3 separate regions of the Mus musculus genome follow, and regions 1 and 2 are each linked to region 3. The links are chromatin contacts, called in public Micro-C and promoter capture Hi-C maps. All regions are on one chromosome and are shown on one strand. The core of a region is the stretch at or near the end of the contact, and the rest is flanking DNA. Distances in the headings are between cores, read along the strand shown. Region 1 holds the start of Gnas (GNAS (guanine nucleotide binding protein, alpha stimulating) complex locus). Region 2 holds the start of Mybl2 (myeloblastosis oncogene-like 2). Region 3 holds the start of Dpm1 (dolichol-phosphate (beta-D) mannosyltransferase 1).

Region 1 (4,330 bases), core at 203-2,702, 6.1 Mb after region 3:
GGAGAAGGGCTTGAGAGAGGAAATGAACACGGAATCCGCAGCTGGCGCTGGTGGCTGGAAGATGCGAGTCTCGGCAGCTGTTGCCACCATGGCACGGTTGGTCGGTGGGTTAAGTGCATTTCAGGTTTTCTAGTCTGCGAGACCACCCTAAATGGGCCATCAACTACACCCCAAATCTCCTTTTGCCTTTACCCAGAAGACAGAAGTACAAGACCTGAGCTAGGTGGGGGGTCTTCCGGTAAGCCTTAAGCCCCCTCCCCTATTTGCACGAAAGCGGCAAACATGAATAACTCCTAAGGGGGCTTTGCTTGATTTTCTGCAGTGCACTGCTGAGACCTTTATTTCTACTGCATCACCGTCCATATAAACAGAGCAAGCCCTGACTACAACACACTATACCACTGTTGAGAGCTCCGAGGTGTAATGGGGATGGGGGACATTGAAGGGATTTGCTGGAGCCATCCCCAACAAACAGCAAACATAAACATTAAAAAAAGAAAAAAAAAGGAAAAAAAAGAAATAAAGAAAAGTACCCTAGAGCATTTACGAAACAAATTGCGTGTTTACATTCGGCACTTCCTCACCCTGTCTCTACCCTTCCGGTGGGCTCACGACCACCTGTCGCATTTGTGTGTGTGTGTGCCTCTACCCCTTTCCTTGTATCCTAAAGCCTCCATTTCCTGACTTGGAGATGAGTATGGGTAATTGCCTGAGTGTGGGGTCCTTAGATAAGGAATTTACCGCATACTGGGGTAATCTGGGGTGATAAAGCCCTCCTGCAGTCCCTCCTCCCCTCGAGAAGAATCAGATGGGGAGGGAGGCTTTCAGCGTCTGTACTCTAACAGACCAATGCCCACGTCTTGCGTCACGTGTCCCAGCAACGCAAGAGAGCTCGCTCGCTCTCTGGCCAGGGAAAAAGCGAGCTAGAGAGACTCGGAATCAGTCCGGGAGAGGAGAGGACGGAGCCGAACGTCCCTACAAGGCCTCCGCTCATCAGCCCCCTTACCCAAAGTCGGGAGCAGCCGGCACCGGGAGCCAGCTCCCGGAGCCGGCTCAGCACTGAGACCTGCGTCCTCTGGCGGCAGAGAAAGAGTTCTATTTACGATTTTCGAGACGAATCGGCACGCTCTTAAATGCCAAGAAGGCGGAGCTAAAGTACAGCAAAGTACGAAGAGAGAACAGAAAAGTTCCTAAAGTTGTTGGCCGACCACAGCCCGAAGGGGTAAGTGTAACTAGGAAGGTGACAGACTTCACCAGCAAGAGATGACTCACTTCAGCCATGGTCCTGGGTTCTAGCCCCTGATTATCTATCCTTACAAAGTTTGGAAACTGAGGCTGGAGAACTTTCCAACAAAAATTTGAATTTTTTAAAAAAAAATTTTTTTTCACCCTAGTTTGGCTGGGTGCTCCGTCTTACGGGGCCCCAAATTTATTTTGAAAAGTCGCCACCGTGTTATGGGCATGTTCAACTGCCTCCACGGCAATAATATGTCAGGACAACACGATATCCCCCCTGAAGTCGGGGAGCAGCCCGAGCAAGAACCTTTGGAAGCCCCAGGGGCAGCTGCCCCCGGTGCTGGGGCTGGCCCAGCCGAAGAAATGGCGACCGAACCGGACTCCGAACCGTCTAACAATGAGCCCGTCCCCGACGAGACTGGCAGTGAGATCAGTGGACCCCCAGAAGACTCCAAATCTGACATCCAAAGCCCCTGCCAGGCCTTCGAGGAAGTCCGAGTGGGTGGAGACTACAGCCCACCTCCGGAGGAAGCCATGCCATTCGAGACACAACAGCCCAGCCTGGGAGATTTCTGGCCCACCCTGGAGCAGCCAGGACCATCTGGGACCCCATCAGGCCTCCAAGCCTTCAACCCAGCGATTTTGGAGCCCGGGACCCCCACTGGCGCGAGCCCAGGCCTGGGAGCCTATACCCCCCCACCAGAAGAAGCTATGCCATTTGAGTTCAACGAGCCTGCCCAGGGAGACCATAGCCAGCCTCCCTTGCAAGTCCCAGACCTTGCGCCAGGAGGTCCGGAAGCATTGGTCCCCAGAGCTCTTCCCGCGGAGCCCGGGAACATCAGATTTGAAAACGCTGGCTTCCGAGAAGACTACAGCCCTCCCCCTGAAGAATCTGTGCCATTTCAGGTCGGTGGAGAAGAATTCGGGGGCGATAGCCCACCCCCAGGACTCCCGCGAGTCATCCCACAAATCGGCATTGGCGGCGAGTTCCCGACAGTCGCGGTCCCGAGTGCGCTCTGCCTCGCTCCCGCCGAGAACGCGCCTCCCCTCTGGGTCCGAGGCGCCATTGACAGACCATTCCGCGAGGCTGTCAGATCTCCTCCTAACTTCGCATGCGACAGCCCCCCGATGGAGATCACCAGACCCCTGCTTGAGATTGGCAGAGCCTCCATTGGGGTCGACGACGACACCGCTGTCAATATGGACAGCCCCCCAATCGCAAGTGATGGCCCGCCCATCGAAGTCTCGGGAGCCCCAGATAAGAGCGAGTGCGCAGAGAGACCCCCAGTTGAGCGAGAAGCAGCCGAGATGGAAGGAAGCCCTACCACCGCCACTGCGGTGGAAGGAAAAGTCCCCTCTCCGGAGAGAGGGGACGGATCTTCCACCCAGCCTGAAGCAATGGATGCCAAGCCAGCCCCTGCTGCCCAAGCCGTCTCTACCGGATCTGATGCTGGAGCTCCTACGGATTCCGCGATGCTCACAGATAGCCAGAGCGATGCCGGAGAAGACGGGACAGCCCCAGGAACGCCTTCAGATCTCCAGTCGGATCCTGAAGAACTCGAAGAAGCCCCAGCTGTCCGCGCCGATCCTGACGGAGGGGCAGCCCCAGTCGCCCCAGCCACTCCTGCCGAGTCCGAGTCTGAAGGCAGCAGAGATCCAGCCGCCGAGCCAGCCTCCGAGGCAGTCCCTGCCACCACGGCCGAGTCTGCCTCCGGGGCAGCCCCTGTCACCCAGGTGGAGCCCGCAGCCGCGGCAGTCTCTGCCACCCTGGCGGAGCCTGCCGCCCGGGCAGCCCCTATCACCCCCAAGGAGCCCACTACCCGGGCAGTCCCCTCTGCTAGAGCCCATCCGGCCGCTGGAGCAGTCCCTGGCGCCCCAGCAATGTCAGCCTCTGCTAGGGCAGCTGCCGCTAGGGCAGCCTATGCAGGTCCACTGGTCTGGGGAGCCAGGTCACTCTCAGCTACTCCCGCCGCTCGGGCATCCCTTCCTGCCCGCGCAGCAGCTGCCGCCCGGGCAGCCTCTGCTGCCCGCGCAGTCGCTGCTGGCCGGTCAGCCTCTGCCGCCCCCAGCAGGGCCCATCTTAGACCCCCCAGCCCCGAGATCCAGGTTGCTGACCCGCCTACTCCGCGGCCTCCTCCGCGGCCGACTGCCTGGCCTGACAAGTACGAGCGGGGCCGAAGCTGCTGCAGGTACGAGGCATCGTCTGGCATCTGCGAGATCGAGTCCTCCAGTGATGAGTCGGAAGAAGGGGCCACCGGCTGCTTCCAGTGGCTTCTGCGGCGAAACCGCCGCCCTGGCCTGCCCCGGAGCCACACGGTCGGGAGCAACCCAGTCCGCAACTTCTTCACCCGAGCCTTCGGAAGCTGCTTCGGTCTATCCGAGTGTACCCGATCACGATCCCTCAGCCCCGGGAAGGCCAAGGATCCTATGGAGGAGAGGCGCAAACAGATGCGCAAAGAAGCCATTGAGATGCGAGAGCAGAAGCGCGCAGATAAGAAACGCAGCAAGCTCATCGACAAGCAACTGGAGGAGGAGAAGATGGACTACATGTGTACACACCGCCTGCTGCTTCTAGGTAATGCGGCAGCTTCTGCCCCTGGGCAGTAGGGCCGCCCGGGCCGCCCGGGGAGGGGGTGGCAGGGCCTTCCGGTGGGGCTTGGGCCTTGCCCGCGGGAGGAGGGGGTCCGGAAACCCTGTTAGAAGTTCCAGGGAGGGACCCCCAACTCTGCCCTGGGGTGGGAGAGGGGCCTTTTGGAGAGTTCGGGTGGCCGAACTATATGCCCTCCAGGGAGAAAAGTGGTGCCGAGCGACACTGAGGGTCGTTACCGGCCGGAGGCCAGCGCCAGCGCCAGCGATCGTAGGCTGGACAGGCGGGGGCGTGAGGTGAGCCCAGAACTGCTGGGGTGGGCCCTTCGGGGCTCCCCCGGCTCGATTGTTCGTGACCGCGGTGGGCTAGGGCCATCCGGGTGCGCGCCCCCGCCTCGCCTGGCACGGCTGCTTCGACTCAGACAGCTTGTTGTTGGTGTGTGTTGGTGTCCATTTTCTGTGTTCGCCTGTGCATGACATGCTCAGTGTGTCCCAGTATCCATCCCAG
Region 2 (4,316 bases), core at 1,488-3,987, 5.2 Mb before region 3:
GTTTATAGGTTGGTTGCCTGGCAGGCAAAGGCCCAGAGTTTGAAGTGTGGCCCTACAAAGCAAAGCAAAACCAAAACAAAAGTTGCTCAGTAGATGGATGCTGGGACTCTGGACACAGGCAGGTGATCCTACTTATTATTTACCATCAGTCAATAACTTTGTGTCCTTCTTGTTGCTAGGCCAAGAGTATTTTAACAAGATTTGATCTTTGTCTTCTTGACAAAGGAATAGCCTTGATTTGGAAGCCCAGGACAGATAATTGAATGGCTAAATGACTAGAGCCTTTCCTTCCCAAGAAGGTACTTCCAGGCCCCCTCCCCCAATGCAATTCTGTTATCCGTTCTGAGCCGAGAGACCACTCCCAGGTTTGACTGCCCCGGGATTCTAGGAATGCTCTCCCCAGGGGTTATGTGTTGACTTGCTGATAACTAGAGGACACACTGGTGGAGGTCACCAGATTCCTTGTGACACTGGAGTGACCTTGCTGCCCCAACCCTGATCTCCAGGCTCCTCTAGCTCTGGTGTCCTGTTTAACTGGCTCCAGTTTCTGGTCCCATGTGGACTCCGCATCTGCTCTCTGCATTTTGCCTCAGGCACTTACCTTGTGCAAATTTCTAGGCCCTGCTTTTGCTCACAAGGAGATTGGTAATCTGAGGGAGTGTGTGTGCAGCCTGCGGAGCAGCTTCTTGGACTTCAGAGGGCAAGTGTGAAGACAGGTAAAGGCAGAATATAATCATAGGACCAGCAGAAAGGCTACAGGGGTTGAGTAAGGCATGTAGGGTGGCCTAGGTCTACCCTCAGCAACAAAAGCCACCTAACAGTGATATAATACTTATATGTGCCTTATACATATTCATGTACTTGTATTGCTTAGAGTTAAAGGTTTGTACACAGTACCCCAAAATAAAGTGTAGGAGAAAATAATCTCCCACTTCTCCAACATGCTTTGACCTGGTTATTCTGCAGGGACTATAGACAAGGAAATAACTTTGCAAGGCAGTCCTTTTGTAAAAGAAATTTACATTTGTAAAGGAAATCTGCGTTAGCCTGCATTCTGTACTAGGAACCGGCTGATGCCTATATCTTTCTTTTAACTGGGAGACTTTTATCTGCATGACAAGACCACCTGTTTGCCACATAATTCCTTTCCTTATCCCTAGTTAGCTTGTGTCACCACCATTCCTACAGAAGTCCTTGGACCTCATTCCTTTTTGTACCCCAGGAAGCTTCAAACGTCTGAGCCTTTGTATGATGTCATTATTTTACAGGACTCCAATGGATATGCAAGTAATTAAACCTGAGTTTCCTCCCGTTAATCTATTTCCTATCCATTTAATTTGCAAACAAGCCAAAGATGCTAGGAGGAAAGCCATTTGCCCTTTCCTTACCCCTTTCCTTACTATAAACTCTAGAACTACAGTTTGGGGAAGTCAGTGCCTCAGTTTCTCCATCTGCTATCGGGTAATACAAGCATATAACTCATTGGGTTGTTATGAAGATCAAAGGTTTCTATGAACTGTTTTTGTAGGTGAGGAAGCAGGCATGGAGAAGTTTGATAATTTGAGATAATGGAACTAGGGAAAGGTAGGCTGGGAATCACCCCCGAGGAGATCTCACTGTAAAGCACACTAGCCGTGAAGAGCAGCGATCCACATGAACTCCTTTGAAGGGAGAGGGGTGGGGGGAAGCCTTGAATTAAGCCAGGTGAAAACTTGTAGCTTTCAAGTCTTCATCCTTCTGTAGTAAATGAAGTTTTCGGAGTTGTACTGTCTAAAAGGGGCCAGCAGTTTTTGGAAAGAGATCTGAGGCCTGAGCCTAAAGGGCATTTGGCTGGGGTTCTTCCAGGCTCCTATCCTTTCAGGGAGTCCCAGTAAGATGACACTCAGTTTTTAGGTAGTAAATGACAACCTGAAAGAGACAACCCTTGCCATCAGAAATTGAACGTAAGCCAACAAGCCTTCCCCCTGGGCTTAATACATTTCCTAGGAAAGGCTGCTGGGATCCCAGAATGCTCACAGTTCAGCAGAGGAAATGCGCACAAATGCAAGCAGATGGGCAGGAGACCCCAGTCGGGGAAGATGTGGGGAGTTCCTGGTCCAAATACGGCCCAAGCAAAAGCTGCAAGACTTAATTTCGCCTCTCTGTGTCTTGGCGTGGTGATCTGGAAGGCCGTTACTAAATGGAGTTACAAAGATTTAACCCGGACAGAAGAGAGGTTTAAGTTTGGTGAGAGAAATGTTGGGATTTTGAGCTGGGTCTCTCTGAGGCAGCTGAAGAAGCAAGAGGCTTGCAAAGGAAAAGATACAAACCCAGTCAAAGGGAGCATGGGGGCTCTAGGGATAGTGGCTTGGACCGTCCCAAGCAGTGACAATTTGGGCGGGAAGTTTCTCCTATTCAGTTCTTCCAGTCTTTGCTATGTGTGTGGCTCGGGGTCTATCTAAGATTCACACAGAGCCAGGCCTCGCGCCTCATTGAATCCCTAAGGTAGGTGTATCTGGACACAGTAGATTGCCAACTAACAGAGCATCTGCCCGCTTGCACATTCGGTTTCTGCCCTCCGGTAAACCACTCCCCTCTTCCCCATGCTTGGGCTCCGCCCCTACAGTAGGCCCCTCCTAGGGTTCTGGCGCGCGGGCTCCGCCCCTCGTGTCTTGTACGCTTCGCCCCTTCCGTATGCTCCGCCCCTGCGCTCGCGCGCCAGGGCCGGGCGGCGCCGACGCACTTGGCGGGAGATAGGAAAGTGGTTCTGTGCGCTCCCTAGGCAGCTGCAGTTCCTGGGAACGTGCGACCAGACCTGCAGACACGCTGACGCCTGAGAGCACCGCCTGGGGCCCGGAGCGGCTCGAGCAGCCTGAGTCCTGACCCCGGCCCGGCTCCCGCTCCGGGCTCGGCCGGCGGGCGTAAGGGTGCGGCGGGGTCCGGGCCGGGGGGATGTCTCGGCGGACGCGCTGGTGAGAGGCTGCGGGCGCGCTGGGGTCCTCTCCCTTCTCCTTGGGTCGGCAAGCGTGAGATGGGGATCCCCGGGAGAAATGCACCCTGCGCCGCCCGATGCAGGGGCGCGCGCCACGTTAAGAGGCTATCGGGACCCCCTCGCTCGGTTCCTGGGCCTCCTGGGCCCGGGAGTCTGAAAGCGCGGGTTCCCCCTCTAGACCGGGTCCCAGCCCTGGGTGAGGTCCATCATCTCCCGCCTAATTGCAGGGTGGGGAAGGAAGGCTGTCGCTCGCGGTGTCAGCTGGAGGCCCATTACTGGGTAGGGAGAATGTCTCCCCTTGTCGCAGCGAGTGGAAGGCAGAAGCCTGGGAGACACTTGTCGATCAAGAGTGGCTCGAATTTGCTGGCGTTCCTTTCTTGTTAGCATTCCGGGAAGCACAAAGCCCCTGGGCCCTCCGCGGGATGCGAGACGGGGAATTCGTTGTCTCATGGGGTTTCGGCGGCCGGTTCGGTTTGGTTTCAGAAGCCTTCTTCCTGTCCCACGCTAGTTTTGGGCAGTTGGGGATGAGTAAAGACTATTGGTGTGCAACGAGACTGCTCTGCTAGCAGCCTCTGAGCCAAAGGCAGGAACTGGGTTTCCCTCTTAGTTCCCTAGAGGTTAGGTGGCTGGGTCAAGTCTGGACTTTTGGGACACCTGTGTATCTGGGGCCTAATCGCGGGGCTTTCCAGCCTTTCTAAGGCGTGGGATAATTGGGTTCTGCTGTGTTCCTTCTGGGTCTTTCCAATTCAGAACGCCTTTCCACCGTCTTCAGATGGCCGAACCTGGCCTAGGATGAAGATAAGGCACAGAGATGCCTGCTTGCTTACTTGCAGAGTTCTTCGTGGCTGGGTTGGGTATTGGTTTGGTCTGTGGGTGCTGATCAGGGTGGCTTCCCATGCCCCGGTGTCTAGGACAGTTCAGTGCCCAGGAAGGGCATCTGGAAGTACTAATCCCAGAGCCCCGGGCTTATCTGAGGGTCTCTTTTGTGAAGTGTGGACTCTGTGCCCCTGCATCCTCACGAGCCTTTCTCTGCCACATGGTGTGACTCCCTGTACCCCAGTGGCCCACTTCCCTCTTGGCCTCTGACTCACCTTTCCCTGGAGCATAGCCCAGAACGTACAAGGGCAAGAGAAAGGGTATGTGTATATACAAAAGTGTGACTTTTCTTTAAACAGCACACTGGCCTCTGCTTTTCATGCTACGGTTCCTAGGGAGGTTAGGGTGTAAAAATGTGGAGCTTGGTGTGACATAATCGTTGTCGGCCTCACTTTTCCCGTCTGTTAAATGGAGCCCTTGAGAATGCGCAAGAAGGTGTGTGACTGATGGATACTCCCATCTGTTTAAT
Region 3 (4,002 bases), core at 901-3,400:
CCGAGAGAGAACAGTTTTAAACAATCCAAAGTGGAGAGTGAATGAGCAAAGCACCAGATGTTCTCAGCCAGCTTTTGTTCCTGCATGCACCTTGTCCCCAAAACACAAGAGTAGCAGGGACAGTGACCAGCTTCCTTCTGACCCGCTAACTATGGGATAGGTACTTAATTTGGCCAAACACAAATTATGTTGATTTTGAAAAAGGTAATTCCATTTTGATTGGAGAACATCCACTGCAGGATGTAGCTCACTGGAGAGTTCCACCCTCCAGTATCCCCAAAATCACTCAATAAAAAGATAGCCCAGAACTTTAGAGGCTGAGGATGGAGGCTGGGGTGTTCCAGACCAGCCTGGTTACAAAGCGTGAGAGGGAGCAAGGAAGTAGAGTGCCAAGGTTAGGGACGGGGGTGTTGGACTCATAAATTAAACAGAGCAGAGACACTAGCATATAAAACTAGAGCTCATTAAAACATCTGGAAAAATCTGGCAGAGCCAATTTAAAGATAAAACCTGGGCTGGAGAGATGGCTCAGAGCACTAACTGCTCTTCTAGAGGTCCTGCGTTCAATTCCCAGCAACCACATGGTGGCTCACAGCCATTTGTAATGGGATCTGGTGTCCTCTTCTGGTGTGTCTGAAGAGAACTACAGTGTGCTCACACAAAATAAATAAATCTTAAAAAAATAAAAATAAAACATAAAGAAAAAGGATGCTCGCACCACACATCACAGGGCCACCATATAGAAACTGATTTTTATTCAGATGCAACCAAAACAGCAATCCTAAACCGGGTGGTGGTGGTGGTGGTGCACGCCTTTAATCTCAGCACCTGGAAGGCAGAGACCAGCATCTGAATTCCAGGCCAGTCAGGGCTACATAGTTTTGACCTTGCCTCAACCAATCAAACCATGCAGACTAAGGCTTTTACAAATCAGTACGGTAAGGTTGTGCTTTCTAGAAAGAGGAACTATGTACCAAGTATTTTGTTTTTCTGAGACAGAGGCTGCTAATATAGCCCTAGCTGCCCTCGGACTTGGTACAACTCGTTTGCAAACGTATCCCTTGTAGTGCATAGCTTGGGATCAAGTATTTTTTTCTTGCTATTAGAAAATATGGGCACAGCGTCCTCATTGTCGTTTGAGAAGCAAAAGCCAACCAACAAACAAAAAGCTCTGGAAACAATCTGTGTTCTTCTGACGCACTGTCTAAAACAGCGCACTGCTACGCCATCCTACTCCTGCAAAATCCCGTTCTGTAGGTTGACAGTAAAAGATCGCCCATGATCATCACAGCATGACACTCATCTGGCCGTAAAGTACTGACTCCGTCCTGCCACTGCCATCAGGAGGCATTTTATTTACTGTTTAGTTCGGAGACCTTTTTTTTTTTTTCTTAAATGCGTAACACTTTCACTATCAAAATTCTTGTTCCTAAGAGCTAGGGCTCTGCCTAACAAAGCGAAAGGCCCCGTGTTTTTCAAAACAACACACAAATAAGCCCGGGTTCCTAATCAAACTCGGCGAAGATGCTCGCTCCCTGCCAGCTCATCAGCAGTTCTCTGACAGCGCAAACAACAAGCTTACGTAAGCGCTCGGCCCCAAGGCGATGGGGAGAACGCTGGCTCGGGACTCCCGGCTCCGGCGGCGGATCCTGACCGCCCAGAGGTATGAGGTCATACCTCCTCGCCCCGAAGTCAAAAAGAAGTTAAGTTAGCCCTTTAGAGAGAACAGGCCGGGGACGCAGGCCAGCGCGATCTGTCAACAGATAGACACCGGACTCGCTAGAGACCTGAGCAGGAAGGAGAAAGACGCGGGGCTGTGCTCCTCGGTTCTCCCCGCTGGGGAAAGCCGCGAGCAGGCTCGGGAGGGAGCGGAGACCGGGCCTCCGGGGGTCTCCTCGCGCAGCCAACCGCCGACCTGCAGCCCGCGGCCGGCTCCCGGCCCCCGCGCGAGAAGCCCCTTCTACCTCTCGGAGAAGCTCTTCACCAGCAGCCACACGATGAGCGGCAGGTTCTCCCGTTCGTTGTAGGTGGGCAACAGCACCGAGTACTTGTCCTGTCGCGAGGAGCGGCCCTGCGGCGGCCGCGGAGACGCAGCAAGACTGCGACTCGCCCCCGTGGAAGCCATGACGGCTCTGCGAGAGGCGCCGGAAGCGGACTTACGTCATCCGACACGGGCCGTACCAAATCTCGGAGCATGGGGGAGGCTCGGCGCTCCGACGTCCCAGTGTGGTCCCCGGGAAACTTCCAGATATGGTGACCGTTTCAAGCCAATCGTGACGGCTTCCCCGGATAAAAACCCATTCGTTTCACTTTCAAGGGCCAGGAAGCGTCTTCGTTTTCCAGTCGCTAAGAGACAGGCAACCGGAAACGGAAGTCCCTTCCCGGCTCTTTCCGGAAGAGGCTGTCATGGCTGCCCCGGAGGACGTAGCTGCCTTACAGGCTGAAATCACCCGGCGGGAGGAAGAGCTAGCTTCGCTCAAGCGGAGGCTGGCCGCGGCCCTGACAGCCGAGCCGGAGCCCGAGCGTCCGCTCCGGGTCCCGCCGCCGCCGCTGGCGCCCCGGGCCGCGCTGTCGCGGGACGAGATCCTCCGCTACAGCCGCCAGCTACTGCTGCCGGAGCTGGGCGTGCGCGGGCAGCTGCGCCTGGCGGCGGCGGCGGTGCTCGTGGTGGGCTGCGGCGGGCTGGGCTGCCCGCTGGCGCAGTACCTGGCGGCGGCCGGCGTAGGCAGGCTGGGGCTGGTGGACCACGACGTGGTGGAGACGAGCAACCTGGCCCGCCAGGTCCTGCACGGGGAGGCGCAGGCCGGCGAGAGCAAGGCTCGCTCGGCGGCCGCGGCGCTGCGCCGTCTCAACTCGGCGGTGGAGTGCGTGGCGTACCCGCGCGCGCTCGCCGAGGACTGGGCGCTCGACCTGGTCCGCGGCTACGACGTGGTGGCAGACTGCTGCGACAACGTGCCCACGCGCTACCTGGTGAACGACGCGTGCGTGCTGGCCGGCCGGCCGCTAGTGTCGGCCAGCGCGCTGCGCTTCGAGGGCCAGATGACCGTCTACCACCACGACGGCGGGCCGTGCTACCGCTGCGTGTTCCCGCGGCCGCCCCCGCCGGAGACAGTGACCAACTGTGCAGACGGCGGCGTGCTCGGAGCGGTGCCCGGCGTGCTAGGCTGCGCGCAGGCCCTCGAGGTGCTCAAGATCGCCGCCGGCCTCGGCTCCTCCTACAGCGGCAGCATGCTGCTCTTCGACGGCCTCGGGGGCCACTTCCGCCGGATCCGGCTGCGGCGCCGCCGGCCTGACTGCGTCGTGTGCGGGCAGCAGCCCACCGTGACCCGCCTGCAGGACTACGAGGCCTTCTGCGGCTCCTCGGCCACCGACAAGTGCCGCGCCCTGAAGCTGCTGTGCCCCGAGGAGCGGATTTCTGTGACCGACTACAAGCGGCTTCTGGATTCCGGGGCGCCCCATGTGTTGCTGGACGTCCGGCCTCAAGTAGAGGTGGACATCTGTCGCCTGCCGCACTCTCTCCACATCCCTTTGAGTCAGTTGGAACGCAGGGATGCGGACAGCCTGAAACTCTTAGGGGCTGCCCTCCGGAAAGGGAAGCAGGAGTCGCAGGAAGGGGTTGCTCTCCCGGTGTATGTGATTTGCAAACTGGGAAACGACTCCCAGAAAGCTGTGAAGGTCCTGCAGTCCTTAACGGCAGTGCCGGAGTTAGACTCTTTAACTGTTCAGGACATCGTGGGGGGACTCATGGCCTGGGCCGCCAAAATTGATGGGACATTTCCACAGTACTGAGAGGACAGCATGTGATTCGTGTGGATGACGGTTGTGATACCTGAAGAATCTATTCGAGCTTTACAAAATAATGTAGGGAAGAGCCTGGATTCACGGTCTCCGAATAAATAAACGGAGACCTCCCCCCCCCCCCCCCCCAAGGAGCTTTTTGAGAAAAGAGGATAGCATTGCCTCTGAGAGCTACTTTTGGGCACTTGTGCAGCACCTTCAACA

The links. Promoter capture Hi-C pulls out the DNA fragments that hold promoters and counts their contacts. A called contact is a pair of places that touch in the nucleus more often than the background predicts.
Region 1: a Micro-C map of the G1E-ER4 cell line shows a contact between it and region 3, with 6 times the contacts expected there. The contact joins the promoter of Gnas here to the promoter of Dpm1 in region 3.
Region 2: a promoter capture Hi-C map of pre-B cells shows a contact between it and region 3. The contact joins the promoter of Mybl2 here to the promoter of Dpm1 in region 3.

The regions. Positions count from the first base shown.
Region 1 is chr2:174,296,407-174,300,736 of GRCm38.p6, forward strand. Gnas (GNAS (guanine nucleotide binding protein, alpha stimulating) complex locus) reads left to right here and starts at 1,453. Exons shown (of 12, transcript NM_010309.4): 1 at 1,453-3,811. The coding sequence starts at 1,456.
Region 2 is chr2:163,051,898-163,056,213 of GRCm38.p6, forward strand. Mybl2 (myeloblastosis oncogene-like 2) reads left to right here and starts at 2,738. Exons shown (of 14, transcript NM_008652.2): 1 at 2,738-2,951. The coding sequence starts at 2,932.
Region 3 is chr2:168,228,229-168,232,230 of GRCm38.p6, forward strand. It overlaps Dpm1 (dolichol-phosphate (beta-D) mannosyltransferase 1), which reads right to left and starts at 2,151. Exons shown (of 9, transcript NM_010072.4): 1 at 1,965-2,151. The coding sequence starts at 2,125. It overlaps Mocs3 (molybdenum cofactor synthesis 3), which reads left to right and starts at 2,394. Exons shown (of 1, transcript NM_001160330.1): 1 at 2,394-4,002. The coding sequence starts at 2,407. The coding sequence ends at 3,789. It overlaps Gm20716 (predicted gene 20716), which reads right to left and starts at 2,151. Exons shown (of 12, transcript NR_132310.1): 1 at 1,965-2,151.